Linked DNA regions of Sus scrofa: region 2 is linked to region 1. A link is a contact called in public HiChIP or PLAC-seq data. All regions are on one chromosome and are shown on one strand. The core of a region is the stretch at or near the end of the contact, and the rest is flanking DNA. Distances in the headings are between cores, read along the strand shown.

What was found. HiChIP or PLAC-seq counts read pairs in DNA pulled down with a chosen protein or histone mark.
Region 2: a contact with region 1 is called in an H3K27ac HiChIP or PLAC-seq map of alveolar macrophages. The contact joins two enhancer-like sites. A contact is called at or near these places in 1 of 47 Hi-C or Micro-C datasets (subcutaneous adipose tissue) and 1 of 2 datasets of contacts at active chromatin or transcription factors (alveolar macrophages).

The regions. Positions count from the first base shown.
Region 1 is chr13:125,695,361-125,701,623 of Sscrofa11.1, reverse strand. No RefSeq gene overlaps it. Among named protein-coding and RNA genes, the nearest start is that of LPP, 84 kb to the left of the region's middle. Within about 2 kb of position 2,858, at least 10 of the 83 cell types and tissues checked have an H3K27ac peak or open chromatin away from gene starts, as enhancers often do. A contact at or near this core is called in alveolar macrophages, where this site is marked.
Region 2 is chr13:126,698,499-126,704,873 of Sscrofa11.1, reverse strand. The region is part of intron 2 of TPRG1 (tumor protein p63-regulated gene 1 protein); the gene reads right to left. Among named protein-coding and RNA genes, the nearest start is that of TPRG1, 170 kb to the right of the region's middle. Within about 2 kb of position 4,398, at least 16 of the 83 cell types and tissues checked have an H3K27ac peak or open chromatin away from gene starts, as enhancers often do. A contact at or near this core is called in alveolar macrophages, where this site is marked.

The DNA of each region.
Region 1 (6,263 bases), core at 1,609-4,108:
TTGCCGTGAGCTGTGGTGTAGGTTGCAGACATGGCTTGGATCCTGCATTGCTGTGGCTGTCATGTAGGCCGGCAGCTGTAGCTCCAATCAGACCCCTAGCCTAGGAATCTCCATATGCCTTGGGTGTGGCCCTAAAAAGCAAAAAACAAAACAAAACAAAAATAAAAACAAAAAAACCCACAAAAACTGATCTGCTTTGTGTCCCCTTCAGACACAGGCTCTTGGATTACTGAACCTGGAAGTGATTATGGAAGCCAACTAACTCCTTATTTTATTCTTTTTAATTTTTATAATTGTATTTGTTTGTTTGTTTATCTTATTATTGCCATACCTGCAGCATACAGAAGTTCCCAGATTAGGGGTTGAATTGGAGCTGCAGCTGCAAGCCTACACCATAGCCACAGAAATACCAGATCTGAGCCACATCTTCAACCTATGCGGCAGCTTTGCAGCAGCACTGGATCCTTAACCCACTGAGCCAGGCTAGGGATTGAACCCACATCCTCACAGACCTTATGTTGAGTTCTTAAACCACTGAGCCACATTGGGAACTCCTAGCTCCCTATTTTAAAGAAAAGAATATTGAGAGCCTGAGAGGCAATGAACTGGCTCGAGTCCTTTAAAGTGCATTCTAAATACTGTACCAAGTCATCCAAGGATGGGGGTAAAGAGAGAGAGAAGGATATTTCTGATATTATATATTGGTGAGTGCATAGCCAGACCTGTGTCAAATATATCTGCGATTAAAAATTCTTAGAGGGGAGTTCCCGTCGTGGCGCAGTGGTTAACGAATCCGACTAGGAACCATAAGGTTGCAGGTTCGGTCCCTGCCCTTGCTCAGTGGGTTAACGATCTGGCGTTGCCGTGAGCTGTGGTGTAGGTTGCAGACGCGGCTCGGATCCCGCGTTGCTGTGGCTCTGGCGTAGGCCGGTGGCTACAACTCCGATTCAACCCCTAGCCTGGGAACCTCCATATGCCGAGGGAGCGGCACAAGAAATAGCAACAACAATAACAACAACAACAAAAGACAAAAAAAAAAAAAAAAAAAAAAAAAAATTCTTAGAGGCTTGTGGAAGAACAAGGTGTGAGAAATGAAAGGCGAGAGGAAAAAAAAAAAAATCACATCCAACTTCCACTGTCAGAAAAAGTATTTTTTTCCCCTTTGGTTATATTGTCTTCACTCAAATGTGCTATTGCACAGCAGAGATAAAAATTAATAGCTTTGTTTCCTGTGATCTCTTTATCAGCCAAAGTACAGGACCGTGGCTCTCAGTCCTTTTAATGGAAAAACTGAGTTTGTATTATCGGTGATAAGGCTGTGTCAGGCGTTATTTTATTCTCTTATCTCCCTTGTTCAAGGTGAGGTGTTCTAGCCCTGATGGATGAGCAGGGCGACCGTGACTCTGATGTTTCCTGTGCCTTGATCTCACTTTACCTTTGAAGATAACTGTGGCAGGTGAGATGGGACTGGGGCCGGTGGATTCTGAACACAGATCCCAGGAAAGGCTGTGATGGCTGGAGTCCTTGGCATAGGAGGCTGGGACAGGTAGCTTGAGAGCTCTGCAGACTCTGTCACATGGCCCAAGTCACCTACACAGCAGAAGCTTTCACACCTCCTCCAGGAGAGTTTATTCATCAAACACTAACTGGTATTCTCAGATGTTCCCAGCATAGTGTCTGATAGGGAAAGGTGAGTCATGCCAGTTCCTGCAACACTAGGGACGCTCCTGGCGACCAAGGGTTGCAAGTTTAGTTACACGGGAAGGAGGCTTAGTCACATCCTCCTGCCCTGGGTTCCAGAGCCCATCTACCAAGCTGCGCTTCAGCTTCTGTCATGGTGTGTGGTCATTTATTTGTCTGCGTGTCTGCTTCTCCTTTTAGAACGTGTGTTCCTCTGGAGCAGAGACCAGATCTTAGACTGGTCTCCAGTCTGGCTTCAGCGCACGTTGAAATATAGTCAATGTTTGTGTACTGAATTGATATGTGGGCAAATTCATTTATTCATCTGTTCATTCATTCACTCATCATCCAATGTCCATTTGCTGATCTCCATTATGTTACAACTCCCTCTAATACCAGAGGTTTAAAAAAGCAGTGGCTTTGGAGTTCCCGTCATGGCTCAGTGGTTAACAAATCCGACTAGGAACCATGAGGTTGCGGGTTCGATCCCTGGCCTTGTTCAGTGGGTTAAGGATCTGGTGTTGCCGTGAGCTGTGGTATAGGTTGTAGATGCGGCTTGGATCCTGCATTTCTGTGGCTCTTGTTTGGGCCGGCAACTACAGCTCTGATTAGACCCCTAGCCTAGGAATCTCCATATGCCACAGGTGCGGCCCTAGAAAAGGAAAAGAGACAAACAAACAAACAAACAAACAAACAAACAAAAAGAATCAATAGCTTTACTCTGAGTCTCAGCGGTGGCTCATGCAGGAGGAAAAGAAAGTCCTGTCCCAGCCCCCTCGTCACACCCACAGAGACCCCTGGCTTCTCATCCTTTGTCAGCCCCAGTGGTAATTCAGAGCTGGCTGTGGAAAAGACCCCTCAGATACTGAAAAATGAGTTCTGGAAAAAAGTCTTCCCATATACCCTGTCTTCCTTCTTCTATTTAGAACAATGATTTCCTCCCTTTATTATGTTCCTGAGACACTGGAGGAATGGCTTGGCAAGCCATGGAACCAATCCCCAAATTGTCATCCTCTGATGGCATCTACATTTCCCTAGAAGCCCATGTGGAGCCCAAGAAGACTGCATCCTCAGCAGGGGCTTTCTTACGGGGATTTTATGGTTATTGGCTAGAAAGCCAACGAGGCAACGGTCACGGGCTAAAGAGCCAAAGAAAGTCCTCCAGGCTTGCATGACTCAGCCCCAGGAGTGGCTCACTGCATGTTAAAATCAAGGGATGTGCTGAAGCAAGGCAAGGCACAGGAAGCTATCTGAGATAAAAGACATCATCTATCAAAATGCAATTCCAGACTCCTCTTCTAACTCCTGGCGGGAAGGAATTGAAATAATCATGGTCTCTCCTTTGAGCTGGTCAAAGTCACGGAGCCCTGAGGTCCTGGGAGTGTCTTGGCAGGAGTGATCTTGGACAAGTCCTTGACCTGTTCAGTTTTCCAGGCTCTTATCTGTCAAATGAACAGGCTGATTAATTCCCAAGGTGTTTGTAAGCTCTGACAGTGAATTCTATGCTATCCAACTGTTTTATGATTCCTGGATATCCTGAGGTGAATTTCCAGGCATAAAGTCCTTGTCTTATGATTCCCCCAATGTACGTCTGGGTGGCCTGAACCCCCGTCTCTACATGAGGCCCCATATATCCATTAGCAGGATCTGGGAGACCAGCAGAAGAAACCCTTCTCCTCCAGGGCCTGACACTGTGTTAGCAATGACCTCTGTGGAGTTTAAGCTGAATACTGGACCAAGAAGTCGAACATGGGTTAGTGTCTACATCAACTATGACTCACTTAATCCCTTAAGGCTCATCTCTGATGAACCCTCTTTTATGAAGCTTTCCCAGATTCCATCTAGAAGATTCTGTTCCTTCCCTGTTCTCCTCTTAGTTTGCTTATCAGTTTGTGAGGGGTAGGGGCTAGCAGGCAGAGTCACATAGCTTCCCACAGATCCCAGGAGAATTTTGTGCATGGTAGGAGCTCAATAAACATGAATCAGCAACCTGAGGAATTTGCGATCAAGATTTGAATTAGGTAGGGATTTAGATTGACAGGTAGACAAACAAATTTCTATAATCTCCTTGGTGCTGGGTTAATGACTCTCAACCTGGAATCCCTGGAGCCCAGAGGTCTATTTGGGTAGTAATGGGAGTAAGGAGGGAGTAGAGAGAATTACTGGATTGTAATGACAAAGCCCAACTCATGTTGGCTAAAGCAGAAATGGGGCGCTTCTTGGGGGCAGAGCTGGCTTCTGGTTTGACAACCAAGGCCTTGAGCTGTTGTCAGCTTCTATTCTCTGGCTCTAATCTTTACCCCCTTCTGTTCTGGTTCAATGCTTGGGCACACCCTCGTGGTGGCAAAACAGCAGATAGCAACCCCAGGGAAAATGGAAACCCATTTCTTCCCTAACTTTTTCAAAAGTGTGCTGGGCTTATCTCTCAAAGTTTATTGTGAGTTAACAACCCTTGTAGCCAAAGAGGAAGTGGAGTTGGGTTGATTTTGGTTCAAGTCCTTTCCTGGAGCTGGGGAAGTTCTGGGGACTGACGTGGGGGAAGGTGTTTCTAAAGAAAAAAGAAAGGGAAAGGAAGGAAAAGGGGGTGGTGCTGTAACCAGAAGAAAGGAGATTAATACTATGGTAAAATCCATAAATTGGTGTCTTCAAAATATTTTCAGTGTTTCAAAAAGCCTAATAGAAACCCTTGTTTTACTAATGTTGAAGTCATAGATGCTAATTAACACATCAATTTTTTTTTTGCCTTTGACTGAAATTATATCAACTCAGTTTAAAAAGATTAGATCTTTCTTTCTCTCTCTTTTTTGGCTGCACCTGCAGCATGCAGAAATTCCTGGGCTAGGGATCACACTTGTGCCATGGCAGTAATAATGCCAGATCCTTACTCAACTGAGCCACCAGGGAACTCCTGAAAATGTCTTATTGATCAGAAGCACTTTTTTTTTTCCCCCTATCAGAAGCACTTTGCCTCATAAGGAATGGAAAGGAAAATTAATTTCTGGCACATCCCATTTAATAACACAGATTTGTTTTAACTGTAATTACTGTGACTTTTCCCCTTGAAACTTGTATTTGTATCATACATATCATATCATAAATATTTCTATCTGGCGTCCAAGGTTAGTGTATGCTCTTAGCCATTACAAGCCAAATAAAATTGAAGGTGCTCTTTCAGCCAATAATCATTACTGCTTCACCCTACAAGTGGTTCTCAGCCAATGGGCGCTCCAACAGCAGTTTGAAAATTGAGTCATGGCAACTTGTGTTTTTCCCCTCTGGGACCCTCTCTTTCCGCCATATATGTTGTGCTCTAGTTCTTGCTTTGCTGTGGGAGTCTAAGCATTGGAGGAAGATGAAGAAACAAAGTTGAGTAACTTACTGGGGCTTAAAATGCAAAACTCAGGAGGCCTTCAAAGAAAGTGTCCAGAGTCAAGATGTAGAAGTAATTAGGCAATTGTGGAAATCTTTAGACATCAGGGAGGGCCTGGTGAGCACATCTGAGCCCAGGGGGGGAAATCCTGTAATTATAGGTAGGAGAAGACAGGGCAAGGGCAAGTCATATCTTTAGGGCATCAGAAGGAACCAGAAGATCCATTGCCTAGGAGAGCCTGAGGCTGGGAACAAGCTCTTTTTCTGGTCAAGTTACAATAGCTGGCTCTCTCGTTTTAAGGGTTCACAAATCCTAAAGAAAAAATTTTTTAACTGCTTTATGTAATCATTAGGATATCTTAAGGAAGGAAAAAAGAACATCTCTGCCTAGTATTCCTTATCTTCAAGGAACTCACTCTCTGCTCAGTTTTGTTTTGTTTTGTTTTTTTTCCCCTCTGTGGTTCAAGTTGCTTAATCTGGAGCATCATCCTGCATAGTGTTCTTTAGATCCAAGGCAGGAATAGGGTCTAGAGAACCAGGCACTTCCTGGATCTTCCTGCCTGAGGACAGACGGTGAGCTGCAGAGACAACGTCTGAGGACCTGCAGTCGAGAAAAGGAGCACAAGCGACAGAGAGCATGCTAGGATGGCATGCCGTGAGGAGGATCTGGCAGGGAACCCCTGAACCCTTCCTTGGTTCCCACTGAGCTCTGTGTGAGTGAATCTCTGTATTTGCGTTAAATGCTCCTGTGGCACATGGCTTGCCTGGGTTGCTGAGGTAACCTAGAGTGAAGCAGGGACCCTGACCCGTCTTCTCAAGTCAGAAGATCTCCACTGCCTGAGTCAGGAAGTGGTCTTAGAGGTGACCCTTGTCCACACTCCTCATAAGGGGAAACTGAGGCTTGAGAAGAGGGGAAGATCTGCCTACAGCCGGTAGGATTTGGGGTATGTTTGTTCTACCATCTAGTTGTATCAAGATCAACTAGGAGTGCCAGTTAAAATGCTCATGCTTGGGAGCCACAGCAGACGTGAAATTTGGTGCTCTGAAAGCAGGCCCAGGAATCTGCATTTTAGCCAGTACCGCACGTGCTTCCTAGACACCCCAAGTTGGAGAGGTACTGGTCTAGAGTTCCAAAGCTGGTTCAGTATGGACTCTGCAGAAGGACTCCTGAGTCAGGGCTCATGGCTGCTCTGACAGCAGGAGCCAACCAGAGC
Region 2 (6,375 bases), core at 3,149-5,648, 1.0 Mb before region 1:
TGAGCATTCCTGGTCCTGATCCTTCTTAAGTGGTCTCTTCACCTAATGAGCATTCCTGGTGGAGCAGACATACCCACCCCACCATCACACAGTCCTTTGCAAAGGAAACCATCCATGTACTGCCTTCACTGAGGAATGGGTTTTCCCTCCAGGTTTAGGAGTAGTTATATGTATAGGCTAGAACCTGCTTCTGGCCAAAGAATATCAGACCAGGAAGTGCCCATGATCTAAGAGCTGCCAAATTATAGGATAATCAGCAACTATAGAGAGACTTGAAGAAAACAACCTACCCAACCAAGGGCCATGGTAATTAACCACAGCAGTCAGAGCGTGTCTCTCCAGATTTTATAACATGGAGTAAATGATGCAGCTTGGTAACATGAAGAGAAAAGAACAGACTCTAGGAGAAGTAGAAACTGACAGAGAGCTGAGTTGTACTGAAGATGAAGCACAAGATCAAGGCAGGTGTGTCTGGCCCCACAGTCCTGAGAGCAGATCTAAGTCAATCTGTGGGGTCCAGACCACCTTCCTATTCCAGACACTGTGAAGCCTGGTAGTTAGGTTGGCCTGGCTTCCAGTAAACCCAGAGGACTGTTTCTATGTGTATGTCCCCTAAAATTAATCTTCCATGACCTGATCTTACTGAAGGGTGTTTCCCTTTCTCACAACCAAGGGAGCTTAACACCTTCAATAACTAAGTACAAAGGGCTCTATTCTAAAGCCCTTTGTTATGTGTGGTTTTAGATAAATTTAGGGACAAATTTGATTCTCTGTAATACATACATCTACAATGTACTTACATTATGAAGTGAGAAGACTGTTGCTGGGGTATCAGCTCTACCTCTCAACTCAACTTGGCTTCTACTACATTGGTGAGTGTCTCATAAGTCAATGTCCAGGAACCTGCTTTGTGAAAGCTTGAACTATTGAACACCAAGACAATCAGCTCTAAAGGACTCATTTTGGAGGTATGCTTTCCCTTGGAATCATTTGTGCTGATCTTTGTTTGGATAACTTCAGAAGAGAAAGGGAGCCAACACTGGGCTTTTACTAATTCAAAATGACTCAGCAAGTTCAATCGAAAGATCGGGGCTTTTTTGGTACCTGAGGCAAAACCAAGGAAATCGAAGGCACTGTCAGAGATGGAAGATCCTGGAGAGACAATGTCTTCACTTCACAGATGGGAAAACTGAGGTTCCATGAAAAGCGACTTACCCTGGACCACATGCACAGAAGCTGGGAGAGGTGGGGCTCTAGCACAGGTGTCGTTACCTCCAGCCTGGCTCTTTCTCCATCAACATCCACTCAAAACCCTGCCCTCAGGAAGCTCCAGAGAAAGCCAAATAAACCAGACAGTACATGAGTCACACTGCACTGTTTTATTGATTTTAATTAGAAATTATTCCAGGATGAAAAAAAGGACCATCTGGTCTTAAGGAAACTTTACTGAGGGCCCATGTGTCTTCTTTATCTGAATACATACATTGAAAAATCCACTGAAAAAGTAGTTATTGATCATGCCTTTTGATCCAGGTCCCAAGCCAAGCACTGAAACCTCCATCCTTCAAGGAGGTCAGAGTTTTTTGTTTTTTGGGTTTTTTTTGTTTTGTTTTGTTTGTTTGGCCACCTGGTCCAGGAACCAAGCTGCAGTTGCGACCTACAACCCACCTGCAGCAACACCAGATCCTTAACCCAATGTGCCCATTGTTTAACAAAGGGAGACAAGCATGAGTGAGTAACATATGTGATCAACTGAGTGACATATGTGAGCAGTGGATATTCATACACACTGCACAGTGTGCAAAAACCCCCTCCTCCACCTTGCTGTCTTTATTAAGGGCTTTAGGTTGAGGGACATTTCCATTTTCTCTAATAAAACAGAGAAGAACCCCAACCCATTCATTCTAAAGTGTGATATTCACTCTCTTAATGTTTATTGAACTTGGCTCTGGGTACCTAAAAGGACACTGGCCAGTGTGTCCTCAGGAAAATAACAATTAACTTAAGTAATGCGGGCCAGAGTTGATGCAAAAGTAATTGTTCAACCGTGTGGAAAATTCTGTGTACATAATCAAGTCCTGGGAAAAGTCTCAGTGAAAGTTAACATCTTTTTTCTGAAAGACTCCAAGAAAAGGTGGGGGCCTGAGTTGGAAAGATGTGGCAGATGTCAGCTGCCAGATGGCGAGAAGGAGGCAGTTCCGGACACAAGCTTGAAACAGAGAAGCTAGTGTGGGAAGGTGAGAGCAAACTGACCCCATCATGCAGCAAGAGTGGGCAAGGCGTGAGGAAAGACAAGGAGCAGGAGAAAGAATTAGAGGAAATGCTGTTGGGTGGGTGGCATTTGTGTTTTGCATTTGAAAGTGTAGATCTGAAAGGGCAGGAAGATAACCACATTGGTGGAACAAAGCAGCCTTTGGCCATGGCGGGGAGGGGAGGACCAGTCACACTTGATCAGCTCTTGGATTGAAATCTCTCTCCTTGTGGCAAATGCCATCCAGAGGCTACATGTCTTAACAGAACAGAAAGACCTGCTCCTGTAGATCTCCATAATTCAGTCACTACTCAGATGGCTCTTGAATGCTTTCCCAGAATTCAATTCTTAGAATGAAAGCAATGATTTGCATGTCATTAGTAAGAGCCAAAAGATTCCTTCTCAAAACTCCATCATAGATGGTCTGTGGGTTGAGGATGGCACGTAAGTGTAGATACTGAATGTGAGTTAATATATTGGCCAGCAGACAAATGATGCTTCATAGACACTCAGAGATAGCTGGTCTCTAGCCACCTTCCTACATATTGTCCTCAAGCAGTAGGGACAGGGAACGGGTGATATAGGTTTTGTGCATAAGAAAGTTAATTTATTCATAAAATGGGAGTTACCATAAATGGGATCTTCAGAACTATCAGCAGCTCTAGTAAAAAGCATGGGAAAGAAGTCAATTGGAAAAGGCTATATCCTATATGATTTCAACTATATGACATTTTGGAAAAGGCAAAACTTTAGAGAGAGTAGAAAAGTCAGTGGTTACCAAGGAGTGGGGAAGGGATACATAGGCAGAGCACAGAGTATTTTTAGGGCAGTGCAACTCTAATGCAAGCTATGGACTTTGGTTGATTATGATGTGTCAATGGAGGTTCATCAGTTGTAACAAAGGGCCACTCTGGTGAGGAAGCACTGATCATGGGGGAGGGTGTGCATGTATAGCTGTAGGGAGGATATGGAAAATCTCTCCTAATCTTCCTCTTAATTTTGCTGTGAACCTGAAACTGCTCCAAAAAAAATAGAATATTTTTTGGAGGTCTCGTGGTGGCACAGCAGAAACAAATCCAACTAGGAACCATGAGGTTCCCCTGGCCTCACTCAGTGGGTTAAGGATCCAGAGTTGCTGTGAGCTGTGGTGTAGGTCACAGACATGGCTCAGATCTGGCGTTGCTGTGACTGTGGTGTAGGTCGTCAGCTATAGCTCTGATTAGACCCCCTAGCCTGGGAACCTCCATATACCATGGGTGTGGCCCTAAAAAAAAAAGAAAAATAGAAATTTTTTTAAAATGAAAAATAGCAATTTTTGATTAAAAGATAGGAAAAGATCTGGAGCCTAATATATAAAGACCTATGTCAGGAGAGACAGGATAGAGTTACCTCTAAAACCAGAGCATGTGTGTCATGTTAGCTAAGGGACACTCCACAGGAGTAGGTATCAAACCAGGTTCTGCTGGGCCTTAGATATTGCCCCCAAAGCAGCTATATGTACCAAGGATGGGAGAGGTGGAGTGGGAGACAATTCTTCCACTTCCGTCTGAATATCCATGGTTTCACTTAGTTCACATAATGGATTTCCATAGGAGACTTCTGCTAACAAGAGGATCTGGATGCTTTGAAAGCATATATACAGACGCTTGTTGTCTGTATTGCTTTACCACCAAAATCTGACTCCATCTTTTTCCTTCTAACTAAACTTGAGCGGACTCACTGCCTTGCTCAGACATTCAAGGTCCTTCACGGTCTGGCCTCAACCTTCTTCCAGCTTTTACCTATAGCTGCTTTCCCATGTTCCTTTCTTACCAACCAGACTACCTCACAACTTACTCTTTACATTCCTAAAACGGTACTTTTCAAGTTATAATTACTTGCTAACATGTCAAGTTCTTCCATTAGACTGGGAGCTCTTCAAGGGCAAGGACCATGTTTTGTTCATTGCCTCTTTGTTAACGAACAGGAGGAAAAAGCCTGGCCCCTTCTCAGTTGTTTCTTGCAAGAACTCTCAAAAATGCAGTGACCAGAAGTTCCCACCAGATGGCAGTGTGTGGACATTTTTCCCCTTACCAATCAGAAGGGAGAGGAAGGGTTTACAGCAAATTGCTTTTCATTTCCGTCCTTGTGAGACTGACAAACAAATCTCCTCAGACATCAGGACTTGTAACTGGGCAGGTGAATTCACATCGCTGAATCAGAATCTCAGGTGGCCCTTGTATTCCCTAGATACCTCTTCTCTCTAAAAATATTCCTTCTGCAAGCTGAAAAAGGATTATACTGTTCTGTGTTCTAGGACGGAGGAACTTGGAGTTGAGTCTGATTGTCACAGGCACAAGGTGACCATGTTTTCAGCAGTGAGGAAAAATGGTCACCAACACCCACTGATTGCTGCCATCTGTTGAGGTTCCTTCACCTCCTGCCCACCCCCATCTGCAAGACCCAGGCTGCAAGCAAAAGTCAGCCAAACATGCCAGCTAACTTGTGAAAATGGCATCTTCTCTGCATTCTTGTTTCTTTTCCCATTTGAGACCACGGAGCTGGTTGGCTCAGGAGAGCTGCAGGTGCTCTAATCACAGAGCCCCTCGCCTCTTTACATGGGGACCCTGTGCTCTGCTCTGAGCTTCTCAGAAGCAAAGGGTTCCCAAATGGAAGACATTCCCAGTCCAAATGAAAAACAAGGAGAAACATACCCAAAGGAGCTCCCAACTAAAAATGCTCAGGGGAAAAAAGGACCTCACTTTCTCACTTCCATCTGTTTCTGTGTATCTCTACCCTCACCACAGTCTAAGAAGCCACAAACTTCCCTTCTTGCTCCTTTGAAATCTGCTGTGTTGCCTTGACAAACTAGATGCTCTAGTTTCTCTAAACGTTACTTATTCCTAGGGATTTCTCCATCCTCCACTGCTAGAGCAGAGGTTATAAGGGGATATGAGTCAATAACATTCTGGAGAGTTCAACCTATTTTAACAAAACCATCTTCCAAGTCCCTGTAGATGGGCCTCACTGGGCTGACTCTGCCCCACCCTGGGCAACAGGCTTCATTTAATGATACCAGGATGGTTAGCACCCAAGTTCTAGTGTCAGCAGACCTGGGTCAGATTCTAACTCTGGGTCAAATTCTGACTCTAATTGTGTGATCTTGTGGGAATTTCTTAGCCTCTCCAAATCTCAGCTTCCTCAGCAATAGAATGGGGAAAATATCTACACGTCACAGAGGGAGGTTGTGCCAATTAAATAAGGCAGGTAAAGAGTTTAGCATGGTGCCAGTTCAAAGGGTACTAAATAAATGCTAAGAATCACTGCTAGCATCAGCAGAAATACTCTGCAGAAGACACGGCTCCCTAGAAGTAATTCTTAGTGTTACACTCAGCACAGCTTCAGAAACATTTAAAGAATCCAAAAGCTCTTCACAAATCATGTCGGGACCCATCCCTTAAGTGAGATCCATATTGCTCTCACATACTTATTCTTTCTTTCAGTAGGACTTAGCTGAGTATATAAGCTGTGGCAAGCTCAGGCAAGGCCATGAAGACACCAGGATATATGAGACATGGTTTCTGTCCTCAAGGAGCTCACAGTGCACTGAGAAGCCCACCCCTAAGCAATTATAATATAGTGGGATCCGTGCTGTTATCTGGGTGTACGCAAAATACAGCAGACACAGAGGGAAGGACCCAGAGAACTGACCCACCTTGCAAGACACTGCTAGTCCTTTATGCTCTAAGCCTTGACTTCCTGGATGTGTCTGCTTCCCAAAATAACTGTCTCCCTGACAATATATTATGATAACTTATATCTCTAAACTTGGCACGGACTAGTCTCTCTTAATGGAATACCTTCCTGCCTAGAAAACTCCTACCAATTCTCCAAATCTCTAACTAAAAGTGGTGCCACTTGTACCAGAGCAGGACAATATGGTCCTTCCCCACCCCACCCCCATGTCCTCTGCCTGCCTTTTGTCTGTAGAAAAACTTTAGCCAAAGAATATGTTTAATAAGAGAGGTGAGAAAATGCAGAAGCAAATGAAAGAAATCAAACAAGACCAAATAATAATAGTTTAGTCACTAAGCAAAGTCAAGGACATTTAGTGCCTCCTCAAGGGCTATAGATTATATTCTGAG